Linked DNA regions of Sus scrofa: regions 1 and 2 are each linked to region 3. The links are chromatin contacts, called in public Hi-C and promoter capture Hi-C maps. All regions are on one chromosome and are shown on one strand. Each heading gives the region's core, a stretch centred on a gene start, on an enhancer-like site or on the middle of the called end of the contact. The rest is flanking DNA. Distances are from core to core; before and after follow the strand shown. Region 1 holds the start of SH3BP2 (SH3 domain-binding protein 2). Region 2 holds the start of TNIP2 (TNFAIP3-interacting protein 2). Region 3 holds the start of GRK4 (G protein-coupled receptor kinase 4).

Region 1 (4,265 bases), core at 1,606-4,105, 150 kb before region 3:
GCAGCACTGGCCTGCCACCCTCCCTGAGGCAAGATCCTCCTCACCCACACGGGTCCTACCAGCTCCACTGGCCTCTGCCTCCTGTAGTTCCTGGCTGGGCAGGCTGCTCCAAGCTGCCCTGAGGTCCTCCAGGGTCCCCTCCCCCTGGCCGGCTGGGGCTGGACGGGGAGGAAGGACAGGGACAATGTACGTGGGTGGTCGGAATCTGTCCACAGTAGAGGCTGTCTGGAGGTGGATTTGTACTCCTGGGGGACAATTCTCTGGGCCACCTTGTCTGTCCAAACTGTCTGCAGTGACCCTGACGGTGAGGCCTCTCCTGGCTTCTGTCACCTCGAGTTTGGCATCTAAAGCCAGCCCCTGCCCGCCCTGCCCTTCCACGAGCCACAGGATGCGGATTTCCCCGCATCGGCTCAGGGTGCCCAGGGTCCCAGTGCGGGGGCTGCTGAGCCAGGCCTCGGGGAGCACGCGTGTCCAGCCTGGAGGTAATGAGCCTGTCAGGGGCTCCAGCCGGTGGAGCCAGCACTGAGCTCCTCCACGTGGAGTCCTGTTTCAGGAGTAGGGTGACCAGGGGGTGCCGATGGTGGCTGAGTCTGCTCACCTCCATGATGGCCTCTTGGGGCCGGGAGAGGGAGATTTCAGGACCTCTGGGGTCCAAGTTGAGCCCTGAGAGGGGGCTGTGCTGTGGGTGGGTGCAGTTACAGGGCAAGGGGTGGCCCTGGGCCCGGCAGGGTGAGCATCTTAGGGCTGAAGGGCTGGGGTGCTGGGCACTCTGCTTGTTCCCATCCTCCATCAAATTCTCCTGCCACCCTAGCAGATGGCCCCCCTAGTTTCATAGTTGAGGAAACTGGGGCCCTGTTGTCTGAATACTCTCCCATAGCCTCGCCTGCCTCTGGGTGCCCCTCTCTGGTTTGGCTCTCTCTCGACTGTGGTCCCGCCTTGGTCCCGGTCTCCTTCCAGGGGGCGCAGGCATCTCCCCCAGGCCTGCGCTCATGGCCTGGTCCCCTGGCTCTGGCCTTTCCCACTTGCCCCCACGCTCAATGTCTCTGACTCCATGTGTGCTGCTGCGCCCAGGCCTCCTCTTTCTGGGGCCTGGGACCCACACCTGGGCAGCTCTGGACAGGTGGACATGGCCCATGTTCAGCTACAACTCTGGGCACCCCCACAGCCTGGGACTCTCGGACTCAGCCTAACCCAGTTCTAGCCCCTGGCTGCTCCCCATCCTGCCTGTTCAGAGCGGCTGGTCCAGCGCCTGCTGTGGCTGCCCTGCTGGACTTCCGCCCTTCATGCCCAGTGCCACACAGAGGGGCAGACCTTGGCCTCCCACCTGGACAATCCAGCCTCGGTGCGCTGGCCTTCTGCCCTCCCCATAGCCTCTTCAGCCGCCAGCCAGATCCTATCCTTCCCCTGTTTACTGCTTCCTGGGCTCTGGGACCAAGGATCCCAGCCCCCTCCTCAGGCCTTTCTCTGGAAGCTCCAGTCCCCTACAAACGTGCCCGCCGTACTGCTTCTCCCTGGGACACCTCCTCCCTATCTCCACCACTCACACCGCCCTTTAGGACGCCCCTCCAGGAAGCCAGTTCCTCCCAGGAAGCCCTTTCTGCAAGATCTGACAAGCTCCCTTTCCCCCAGGGCCCTGCCCCTTAAACAGAGTGATCTGCGTCTAAAGCTGGACTCATGTTCCCCATCCCCCCACAACTTCTGGGAAGGACCTTGGTTGGGAGCCTCCCAGGAGGCAAAATTAATTTATTTACTTGTTTATTTTTGGTCTTTTTAGGGCCACACCTGGGGCATATGGCAATTCCTAAACTAGGGGTCTAACTGGAGCTACAGCTGCAGGCCTACATCACAGCGACAGCAACGCCAGACTTGAGCTGTATCTTCGATCTACGCTACAGCTCAATGCAATGCCAGATCCTTAACCCACTGAGCGAGGCCAGGGAACAAACCTGCAACCTCATGGTTCCTAGTCGGATTAGTTTCCCCTGCACCACAAAGGGAACTCCCAGAGGCAAAATTTAAAGTACCCTGTTTTCTGGGCCTCCCAGTGTTGGAATCAGACCCCTGGGCCAAGAGAGTCCAGACCTGGTACAAGGACTGTGTCCTGGCTTCAAAGTGGCGGAAAAATGCCCTAGAGACTCTTCTGAAATAAGGGCCAGGTTCCGAAGTTTGGGTTCCCAGCAAGACTTCTTCCTGGGGCAGGGGAGGGGTCATCCCATGCCCCTGTCCCTCCCTTCCAGACCTGAGACCAAGGAGGCAGGGATGGGGTCCGCGAGGGACATGGCCTCCTCCTACAGGATCAGGATCAGCGGGTTGGAGGACGACACCCCCTCCGGTGGGGCCACCGGCTGTCATTGAGCAGGACACGCACTTGCATTTACTGAACCCTAGAGGGTGCCTGTGCAGGGATGGTGGGTCCACACGTGCAGCCAACTCCTGCCTTCTCCTCCTGGGGAGCAGGAGTGTGGAAAGGTGGGAGACCCCCAGACTCTGAGGTCCTGATCCCCACCCTGCGCCCAAACCTCGAACCCCGAGGACTGCGGGCTGCATCGCGTCCTTCAGATCGCAAAAGGAGTCGGCGAGGTGGGCCCCGGGGGCCAGAGGACTCGGGCCGGGTGCGTGGGGGTGGGGGAGGGGAGGAGACTAAAGGGGCAGGGTCGTTTCGAAGGGGCGGGGCCCGGAGCCGGGCAACGCGGCGCCGGGCGGGAGTGGGCGGGACCAGGTCGAAGGGGCGGGCCGGGAGGGTGGGGGCGAGGCGCGGAGGCGGGGGTGGGCGGGGCCCGACGCGCTGGGGGACTGAGGGAGCCGGGCCGGGGGGGCGGGGCGGGGCAGGAGCCTGTGGGGGGCGGGGCCAGCCAGGAGGGGCGGGCCCAGCTCCGGGAGGGATCCAGCTCCTGGCTACCTCCCGGCGGGCGCGAACGCCGGGCCGCCGAGGCGGGATCCGCTGCCGGACGCAGGGCCCTGACGCGGGCTGGGAGCAGAGCCTCGGCAGGTAAGGCTGGGCGGCGGGCATGGACGGGAGGGGCGCGATCGCGTCCGGAATCCCAGGGGCCAGGGTCCTCGCTGTAGGACGCGCGGGGCGGTCAGTTCTAGCGCCCGCCCAGACTCGGAGCACCACTGCCTGAAATGAGCGGGTTCGAGGTGTGCCTGGGGTGCACCCTGGAGGCCTAGGGGCGGGGGGCGGTGGCGTTGTATCTGTTCCGCACCCCCACCCCGTCCCTCTAGCCCCCACTTCCCTAGCCCCCTGGGGCTGGCCGACGGCCGCAGGCCCCATTACACGTACGCGACCGGCCTCTGAAGGCCCAGGCCCGGAATTTGCCTCCACCTCCTCCCGGTAATGCAAACTTTCCTTCCCTCAGCCTGTGTGCCGCGGAGGGTGGAGAAAAGCCGCCTGTTGGAGAATTCACACCGAAGTGTGAGTGACTGATAGCCCCATGGCCTAGGGGTGTCTGCGACTCTTATTCTGGGGAACAGTGAGTGTCTGGGGGTTGGGGACAGCCTTCCTTCCACATGTACCCGGCCCTCCCAGCAGCCCAGCTCTTTCCCTGCTGCTCCTGGCCTCTGCTTCCCCTGGTGAAGTGTTGATAGTCGCTGTGGCTGGGGTTCTGAGCTGGCCTGTTGGAGCAGCGTTCAGCCAGAGCCCGCTCCCTTTGCCACCCTGCGGGACCCTGACTGCCTCACATCTTCCCTGAGTGCCTCACTTTGCCCGTATGTCAGCTTTGGTGACTTCTATACTTGCTGGTCAGGTGGCCATGCTGAGTAAAGTGCCCCTTATAAATGCCCTTGGCCTGGGTTGGGGGGTCTGTGTGGGACCTCTGGGATTGCATGTTATCTGACGATGACACGTGAAACGAGGCTCCAGCACCGAAGGGGCTCAGGAAATGTTGCTTTGCCATAATGATGAGAAAATGTGAGAATATTTTGAGCACAGTCTGATGACCAGGGGGCACGGCAAGTCCTGGAGTAGGGGTAGGTTTCCAGGTTTAAGTCTAGCCCAGCACTGATGCAGTGTGGCCCTGGGGCAGCCCCCTGGCCCCGGCTCTGTGGGACCAGAGGAGGGGACTGGGCTCTGTTACCCGCTGGCCCTCCTCCACTGTGACTTGTACCCAGGACACCCCTGCAGAGGGCCCTCCAGGAGCCAGGGCTCCACTCTGGGTGGGCCAGGGGGCCAGGATGGAGGCGCCAAGGGGTAGGGACCCCGTCAAATTCCACTTCCTTGCACCCCGACTCTGCCACTTGGCTGTGTGTGGGGCACACCCTAGCCAGGG
Region 2 (4,777 bases), core at 1,150-3,649, 180 kb before region 3:
AAATAACATGCACAGTCATCCCTAAGGCCCAACACAGACACACACCTCTCACACCCAGCATGGATACACACACACCCCCCTGAGAGCCCAATATGGGCACTCACACTCTTCAAAACCCAGCACAGCAACAGACCCCTGAGAACTAAACACGCATATACATCCTTCACAATCCAAATGAGCACAAACTCAAAACCCAACACAGGTGAACACACCCCTCAGAACCCAACATAAGGGCATACACATCTCATATACCACAGAAGCACACACAACCCACAACCCAACATGGACACACACCCTTCAAACCCAACACAGGCACACATTCCCCTCACACCCAACATGGGAGCAGACCCCCCTGAATTCAACTGGTACACAACTGCAAGATTCAACACTGGCATACACACAATCCTCAAAACCACGGATAGACAACCTTCAGAACCAACACACATACACATCTCTCAGAGCCCAAATGGGCACACATATTACTCAGAACTCAAAACAGGCACGCACGCACGCACGCACACACACACCACTCAGAACACAAAACGGAGGCATATATCCTTCAGAAACCAGCATACACTCCCCTCAGACCCATATGGAAATACACACTCCAAACCCAACACATGCAGATGTACTTCAGAACCAACACAAACACACCCCTCACACCTAACACAGACACACTACTCAGACTCATAACCCTCAGACCAACATGGGCACACACACTCCTGAAAACCAACAAGGACTCCTAAGAACCAACATGGGCACTTTCCTCAACCCATCAAGGATGCACAAATCTCAGATCCAACATGAGGACACACACCTCAGATCCAACATAGGCACGCACATGCCTCAGAACCAATATGGACAAACACCTTTTACACCCAAAATGGGCACACATCACTCACAACTCAACTATGCCAACAAGGACACACATCCCTCAGAGCCACCATGAACACACAACTATCAGAATCCAATACAGGCACAAACCCCTCAAACACAGACCCATCACCTACAGACCCTAGCGAAACACACACATATTCCTCAGACACCAACACGCACATACACACCTCAAAAGCAACATGAAAACATACCCCTTAGAACCAAAAGGAGCACACATAACCCTCAGACACAATATAAGCACACAACCTTCAAAACCAAAATGAGCACATAACCCTCAGAAGCAACACATTCACACAGATCCCTCAACACAACTTCGGAACCCACGAGGGGAGCAGACAGCCCCGAGACTCTACACAGGGGCACACACACACCTCAGACCCCACAGGAATAAATACAGCCAGCATCAACACAGACACACAACCCTCAGACACAAAAAGGGCCCACGCCCTAAGACCCACTACGGGAGCACACCCCTCAGAACCTAAGACAGGCTCACAATGCCAGAACCAAGACGTACACGCACCTCAGACCCAACGCGGTAACACCGCAGACGCTGACATGAACACACATCCCTGAGAACCACCTCGACACACACGCCTCAGACCCAACATGGAGCACGCCCCTCAGCACCGACAGGGACACGCGCGCCCCTCAGCACCGACAGGGACACGCGCCCCCTCAGCACCGACAGGGACACGCGCGCCCCCTCAGCACCGACAGGGACACGCGCGCCCCCTCAGCACCGACAGGGACACGCGCGCCCCTCAGCACCGACAGGGACACGCGCGCCCCCTCAGCACCGACAGGGACACGCGCGCCCCCTCAGCACCGACAGGGACACGCGCGCCCCTCAGCAGCTACACTTACACCCTCCAGACCCAACACGGCGACAGCCCGCAGACGCTCACACGCACCCCGCAGCCTGACCGCCGGCACACAGGGCGCCCAGACCCCGGCTAGCAGCCCACACCCGAGAGCCCAGCGACCCCTCCGGGCCCCCAGCGCGCACGCCCCTCAGGGGCCACCCGCCGACGCCCGCCCGCGGCGCAGCGCCGACCCGGCCTGCCCACCCGAGCTCCGCCAGCCGCACGCGGCCCCCGCCCACTCGGCTCCGCACCTGGCGCAGCGCGGCCTCCGCGGCGCCGCCGTCCTGCTGCCGGAGCTGCTCTCGGAAGCGCGCCACCTGCTCCAGCAGCGCGTCCACGAGCGACGGCGCCGCGTCCCCCTCAAGCGCCGCCAGACGGGCGCGCAGGCGCGCGATGAGGGCGTCCCGAGCGGCCAGCTGGTCCTGCAGGCGCCTCAGCCGCTGCCCGGCCTCGTGGTACAGGCCGCAGAGCGCGGCAGCCGCGCGAGGGGCCCCCTCCGGCCCGCCCGACCCCGCGCCCCCGGACGACATGGCTACGGGCCTGTCCGGGAAGACGCGCGCCCGCCGGCAACTTCCGCGCCGGGTCTGGGCGGGCGGCCCCCCTTCCCGGAACTTTTCCCGGCGCGCCCCGCCCCCCCGCGGAACCCCCGGGCCCCGCCCCGCGCCGCGCGTCCAGGCCCCGCCCCCGCCCAGCGCTGGGCCCCGCCCCCGCCCCCGCCCCCGCCCAGCGCTGGGCCCCGCCCCCGCCCAGCGCTGGGCCCCGCCCGTCCCCATTCCGCCTCCGTCCACCCGGGGGTGCCTCGCCTGTCCCAGCCGCCCAGTCGCCCCGCGTGGGGGCAGTTTTTGGAGAGTACGCTCGGTTGAGGAGAGGGGTTGAGCGGTCTCTGATGTAGCTACTGATGGAAGGGACAGGAGCCAGGAATTCCTGTGTGGCTCGACGGGTTGGATCCCATGTCGTCACTGCAGTGGTTCAGGTCGCTGCTGGGGCCCTGGTTCAAAGACGACCCCAAGGATTAACCCTGAAGTTGGGTCCAAATCCCCGGGCTGCAGGCGGGTTGGCCACGTCGGGCAATAGGAAAAGGGCGACTTTCAGGAGTTGAGCCCAGCGAGGTGCCCTACCCACCAGGGCACAGGGCAGTGCCCAGAGCAGGACTCTAGACCCTGCATCCGCCCTCTTTCCTGCCCTATTTCTCCATTCTTTTCCTTCCCCCCAACTGCCCAGACCAATCCTGAAGATTTTTCCGTGACTCTGCAGCTGTTTTTTTTCAAAGTCTGAGTTTGCTCCACCATGATGCCCAACCACACCTGTGGTCTTTCAAAGCGCCCCCCTGCCCTCCCACACTGAATCCTCTGCAGGTCCCTGCCCTACTGCTTGCACTCCCCTCCTCGCCCTGCCCCCTGAGAGCAGCATGGTGTGTTTTTTGTAATCCCTGCCCAAGCTTGGGCTGAGCCCAGGGAAAGCACTCACCAGCCTGCAGAATCAGACAGACAGACAGATGGAGAGATGGACAAACGTCCTCCATTGCAGAGAGACATCGCGTCCAGTGGCTCCTTCCAACCCACAGGCGTGTTGTGTGACTAGAGGATGGAATTTGCAGCACCTGCCCCTGCAAGCCCGCCGTCCACGTGGCTGAGGTCAGGAAAGACACGTTCTTGTCGACTCAAGGAGTGATGGAGAAAACCAGCTGGCGCTGGCATCAGAGCCGGGCGGGTCTCCACTGCTCTAAGTGTAACCTTCCACAGGCCGCTCAGCTGTCTGGTTCTCACCTGTAGAAGAGGCTCCCAGTGTCTCATGTAACATTCTGGGGGTCACAGGTACTTTGAAATTGAGAACCTTTGGATTTGAGATAGGTTGTGTATCATCGGGGTGGCCAGCATCCAAAAAGAATCCCACTCGCGGTGTTCACTCTTGTGATTTCACCTCTGACACTCTGAATAGGGCTGCCCTGTGCAAGCAGGAAGATGCTGCAGAAGTCATGGTGTTTCTCCAGCTAGGTCACTAGAGGCCGTGTAGCTACTACCTTGGCCTCTCTTAGATCACTCGCTCCGAGGAAGCCCCCCGCCACGTCATGAAGACACTCAGGTAGCCCTGTGAAGAGGCCCATGTGATGAAGACATGCAGCTTCGTGCCAACAGCCAGCATCGACTCACCCACAAGAGTAAATGGCCCACCTTGGGAGGATATCCTCCATCCTACCAACACCTTGCCTGGGCCTCATGGGAGTCCCTGAGCCAGAGCCACCCAAATTCCTGACATGTAGAAGTTGTCCGGGAGTTCCTGTTGTAGGGCAGCGGAAACAAACCTGACTAGTATCCATGAGGACACGGGTTCAATCCCTGGTCTCGCTCCGTGGTTAAGGATCCAGCGTTGCCGTGAGCTGTGGTGTAGGTCATAGACGAGGCTCAGATCCCGAGTTGCTGTGGCTGCGGTGTAGACTGGCAGCTGCAACTCCAATTCGACCCCTAACCTGGGAACTTCCATATACTGCAGGTGTGGCCTTAAAAAGACAAAAAAAAAAAAAAAAAGGAGTTCCCGTCATGGCTCAGTGGTGAACAAATGCAACTAGGAACCATGAGGTTACGGGTTCAATTCCCGGCCTTGCTCAGTGGGTTAAGGATCCGGCGTTGCTGTGGCTGTGGTGTAGGCCGGTGGCTGCAGCTCCGATTGGACCCCTAGCCTGGGAACCTCCATATGCCGCAGGAGCGGCCCTAGAAAAGGCAAAAAAAAAAAAAAAAAATTTAAATAAATAGATAAGATGACCATTCAAACTGAGATAAAGATCATGAAAAGCCTTAGAGCTGTTCAATTCAGATTTCTTAAACAACCAGTTTAAGAAAAACATTTGGGTTTCTGAGATTTTTGGATTCCTGAATTGTGGACGAGGGCTGGCAGAATTCCAACAGCAAGTGCCTCACAGGTGTTGTGCAGATTCAAGTTAACAGAGGAAGTACCCCACCCGCTCATATCTTCAGCTAAAATCCGGGCTGAGTCAGGCATGGGGTATTCATGGGCAA
Region 3 (4,518 bases), core at 530-3,029:
GAGATACAGGTAGTTCCCACCTCAGGCAGCTAAGCAGAAACGAGGGCAATGAGGCTTCAGTAATGAAGACAGACGAGTCCACTGTGGAGTCCATGCTATTGCCACCCCCACGCCTGCCTTGGGGCGTGTGACAGGGGACACACTCGAGTCAGCTCTAAGCTTGTCTCGTCTACCTCTATTGCCCGCTCCTTGCAAAAGATGACACCTGATTTAATTCAAAGATCATCTGGACCCCAAGCCGTGTGAGAATACAGACTCTGAGCCCCTGAAGCTGGGGCCGACGGCTTCTTTACCTTTTCCCCTCCACCTGCTAGAACAGAGCTGAAACACAAGTGCCCAGTGGCGCATAAAGGCTTCAGAGAGGTTTAAACCCAGTGCAAGCCCCAGCCCTTACCAGTCGTGCCACCCTAGGAAAGCTACTTGTCCTCTGTGCTTCTGCCTACTAATTCATTAGCCTACTGATACCTCTTCCTCAGAGTAATAATAAACATTGTTTTGCTTTTTAGGGCGGCACCTGTGGCAGATGGAAGTTCCCAGGCCAGGGGTTGAATCAGAGATGCAGCTGCCAGCCCACACCGCAGTCACAGCAATGCTAGAGACAAGCCTTATCTGTGACCTACACCACAGCCTGTGGCAATGCCAAATGGTTAAGCCACTGAGCAAAGCCAGGGATCCTCCTGGATACTAGTCCAGTTCACAACCTGCGGAGCCACAGCGGAACTCCCAATGTTGTTCCGCCAACCAAGGAGCGTGTCTCAGAAGCTGCATGGAGAATGCCACCTGAACTGAACCCTAAAGCACAGAATGCTCTGAGACCACAGCACAGAAAACGTGAAAGCACTCAGCATCCAGGAGGGTAGCATTTCAGCTACCCTGCAAGGGACAGGGTTGTGTGCTGCAAAGGAGAGATGCACTCTTCCTCAAACATCCAGGAGCACCCCTATGCAGCCCCCATTCTGTGCAGAAAAGGCCCAGGATCCCTAACCCAGCAGCGTTCAGAGTCTCCAGGAGAACAGGCTGAAAGAGATCCGCACAGGGGACACGGCAGCAGAGAAGTGACTAACTGCCCGAGGCGCCTGCAAAGGAGCCACAAGGAAACACACGTGTGCTGGGTCTCCAAGGAGGGACAATAAATTTCCAAGGACTGTCATTCCAGCCCACCCAAAGCCAGAGGCATGACACGGGGCATACACGACACACGACGTCCAACTGTGCCAAGCGCTGGTCCGAGGACTCTAAGTGACAACTGCCCTCCCTCACCGCAGCCCCGGGACGCGGGTCCTCCCATCATCTCAATTTACAGACGAGGAAACAGGCGCAGAAAGGTTCCCACGCCTCCGGGCCACCGCGCGGCACACACCCCGCGGTAGGGCTCGCGAGTCTGCGCCGTGCCGCGGAGGTTCAAGGGTAGGGCCGCGGGCCCGGGGGGCGCGCTCCCACCCCCCCGTTTACCTTCTGGAGCGCTCGCGCGCGGGACACCCCGGGCATCCCCACATCGTGGCGCGTTTTCCTGCCCAGGACCTGGAACTTCTGCCGGTTGACTTTCACCTCGAATGGGTTGGGGTTGGGTCTCGCTCGGCCGCTCCGCGCGCCCGCCGGGGCCCCGAGGGCCTTCCCGCGCGCCCCGGCGGACCTGGCCTTCCCCATCGCGACACTCGCCGGACTTCAGAACCACTCAGAAGACACGTGCACCTCCGCAGCCCGGGGCGGCCCTCCGGTTCTCGCGAGAACTGAGCCCGTGCGAAGGGGAACGCCGGGAGAAACTCCGTCTCGCCCAGGCCCCGCCTACTCGCCCGCGGCGGAGCGACTACAATTCCCAGCAGCCTTCGCCGCGCGCGGCCTCCTGGGAGCGGTCGCGGCCCTCGCGGCGCCGGCCCGCCTCCGCACGCCAGCGGGAGAGCGCTCGGGCTCCCTCTCCCGGGGAGCCGTTGGCGGGAGTCGGCGCTGTGCCAGGAGGCGGCGGCGGCGGCGGCGCCCCTGCCGGAGAGCCCCTCCCGGGCCATGGGGCCGCCAGCCTGGGCCACCGCGCGGCGGCAGTGACCGCGGGAACCCGCGGCGGCCGGGCTGTCAGAGCCCCCCGGCCCGCCCACGCCCCGGACCCCGAGGGTCGGGCGGGAGGCCGGCGCCGGGAACGTCCGAAGCAGCGGCGGCGCGGCTGGTGGCCGTGGCAGCGGCGGCGGCGGCAGAAGCGGGCGGTGGAGGGGCTGCAGCCCAGTGTGGCACCCGGCCCGGCGCCCGGCGAACCATGCGCGGAGGACGCGCCGCCGCCGCCCCCTCGAGTCCGCAAACCCCGGTCGCGGCGGCTGCAGAGGCGGCGGAGGCGGCGGCGGCGGCGGCGGCGGCGGTCGTCCATGGAGCTCGAGAACATCTTGGCCAACTCGCTGCTACTGAAAGCGCGCCAAGGTGGGTGCACAGCGGCGCCCCAACCAGCCCTGGAACCCCGATCCCCGGGGGACCCTGCTGCGGGACCCAGATCTTCCGCAGAATCCCGAGCCGGTCCGCGCAGCCTCGCTCTCGGGCGCGGTCGGCTGGCGAGGGGTCAGTTTGGGCCCCCCTAAGGCTTAAGCTGCTTGGTCCCCTTTCAGCACCGCCTGACCCAAGTGAAGGTAGCCCGCGCTCTGCTCTGGTCCGTCTGAAGTCGCAGGGTCGCAGCGTTGCTTCAGCACCAGGCGACCCGTGTCCTACTGACCTGAGAGGGAGGAAGCCAGGCCAGCGAGTGAAGCCAGCAGAAGAGAACCATGTCTTGGTGGGATCTAAAGGACAAGAGGAGAATCCTGTAATCTACCCTGGCGAGGCCCTTCCAAGGGTGTTTAGCCTGTTAATTTTGACATAGCTTCTTGGCCTTTAGGTGTGAGAAGGTGTCTCAGACTTGACGGTGACAAGAGTGGATTTTAGCCCCACTAACGTGTTGAGTGAACAAGTCAGTAAGACTTAAGTGTGAAAACAGCAGTTGGCTCCGCCCTGCTCGAGACTCCAGGAGTAGAATCTCTGTCGAGGACCAGGTGTCTTCTCTCCTGCCTCTGGAGAGATGGGAGAGCAGGCAGCAGCGTCTGCCCGTGGTTCTTCCGTCCCTTCCCTCTTGCGCAGTCAGAGTCAGAGAACAGAAAGTACCTGCAGAAGGCTGCATAGTTAAGACAATTTGAAGGAGCGTTTTCTGCTCCATCTCCCAGGGCTTCCGTCCTGGGTGCAGAGTGCAAAGAGGTGCTCCAGGGGACTTGGGGATGCTGTTGAAAAGCGTCAGTAAGTTCATCTTGTGATTGGGGTAGTGAATACTGTGCTGTGTGAGAAATGAACCTGGCACACAGATGTTTCAGACTTGGGTTGTTTTTTTTTAAGTACCCCCCCTTTCCCATTTTGTCCTAAGTGCCTTTCTCTCAACACCCTGGAGATTCCGAATCAGAAATTCTTTTTTCTTTTCTTTTTTTTTTTTTTTGTCTTTTTAGGGCTGCACTGGCGGCATATGGAGGTTCCCAGGCTAGGGGTCCAATTGGAGCTGTAGCCACCAGTCTACAACAGAGCCACAGCATCGTGGGATCTGAGCCTCGTCTGTGATCTACACCACAGCTCATGGCAATCCTTCATCTACTGAGTCAAACCCGTGTCCTCATGGATGCTAGTTGGGTTCACTAACCGCAGCGCCATAACAGGAACTCAGGTTTTTTGTTTGTTTGTTTGTTTTGCTTTTTAGAGCCGCACCCGCTGCATTTGGAGATTCCCAGGATAGGGATCGAATTGAAGCTGTAGCTGCCAGCCTATGCCATAGCCACAGCAATGTGAAGCAGAAATTCTTGAAGTAACAGGGAGTGATAGAATTAGCTACTAAGTTTGGGGTTTAAATGGAAGGACTTTGAGTTAAGAAGTAGTGAGCTTTTATTATTATTATTATTATTTTTTATTTTTTATTATTTTCACACTGTACAGCAAGGGGGTCAGGTCATCCTTAGATGTATACATTGCAGTTACAGTTTTTTCCCCCATATTATTTATTTTTAATTTTTTTTTTTTCCAGACAGCAATCCAAGAGCGCAACAGCAGTGACCCAAGCCGCTACAGTGATAAAGCCAGATCTTTAACTCACTGTGCCACCAGGGAACTCTAGAAGTAGTGAACTTGAATTTTGTAGCGTGCTTTTTATATTGAGAGTTGTAGGAGTTCCTGCTGTGGCTCAGCAGTTAACAAAACTGACTAGGATCCGTGAGGATGCGAGTTCGATCCCTGGCCTCGCTTAGCGGGTTAGGGATCCAGCGTTGCTGTAAACTGAGACTTTATGGTGTGAAGAGAGGGTTTTAGCCCAACTTATGGTTTGATTGAACAAGTTAGCAAGACTTCAGTGTAAAAGCAGAAGTTGGCTCAGGCCTGCTCGGGGACCCCAGGTGTGGTGTAGGTCGCAGACTCAGCTCGGATCGGGCGTGGCTGTGGCTGTGGTGGAGGCCGGCAGCTGTAGCTCCGATTAGACCCCTGGCCTGGGAACCTCCATATGCCACGGGTGCGGCCCGAAGAAAAAAAGAGTTGGAAGAG

What was found. Promoter capture Hi-C pulls out the DNA fragments that hold promoters and counts their contacts. A called contact is a pair of places that touch in the nucleus more often than the background predicts.
Region 1: a contact with region 3 is called in a Hi-C map of heart right ventricle, with 2.3 times the contacts expected there. The contact joins the promoter of SH3BP2 here to the promoter of GRK4 in region 3. A contact is called at or near these places in 1 of 5 promoter capture datasets (fetal liver), 9 of 47 Hi-C or Micro-C datasets (alveolar macrophages, brain, fetal liver and 5 more) and 1 of 2 datasets of contacts at active chromatin or transcription factors (alveolar macrophages).
Region 2: a contact with region 3 is called in a promoter capture Hi-C map of liver, with 4 times the contacts expected there. The contact joins the promoter of TNIP2 here to the promoter of GRK4 in region 3. A contact is called at or near these places in 4 of 5 promoter capture datasets (fetal liver, fetal skeletal muscle, liver and 1 more) and 5 of 47 Hi-C or Micro-C datasets (embryonic fibroblasts, liver, mesenteric adipose tissue and 2 more).

What each region holds. Positions count from the first base shown.
Region 1 is chr8:1,580,314-1,584,578 of Sscrofa11.1, forward strand. SH3BP2 (SH3 domain-binding protein 2) reads left to right here and starts at 2,856. Exons shown (of 11, transcript XR_002346534.1): 1 at 2,856-2,989.
Region 2 is chr8:1,552,278-1,557,054 of Sscrofa11.1, forward strand. It overlaps TNIP2 (TNFAIP3-interacting protein 2), which reads right to left and starts at 2,400. Exons shown (of 6, transcript XM_003128825.4): 1 at 2,015-2,400. The coding sequence starts at 2,293.
Region 3 is chr8:1,736,181-1,740,698 of Sscrofa11.1, forward strand. It overlaps GRK4 (G protein-coupled receptor kinase 4), which reads left to right and starts at 1,780. Exons shown (of 12, transcript XM_021100943.1): 1 at 1,780-2,403. The coding sequence starts at 2,352. It overlaps NOP14 (nucleolar protein 14), which reads right to left and starts at 1,791. Exons shown (of 18, transcript XM_005666511.3): 1 at 1,453-1,791. The coding sequence starts at 1,647.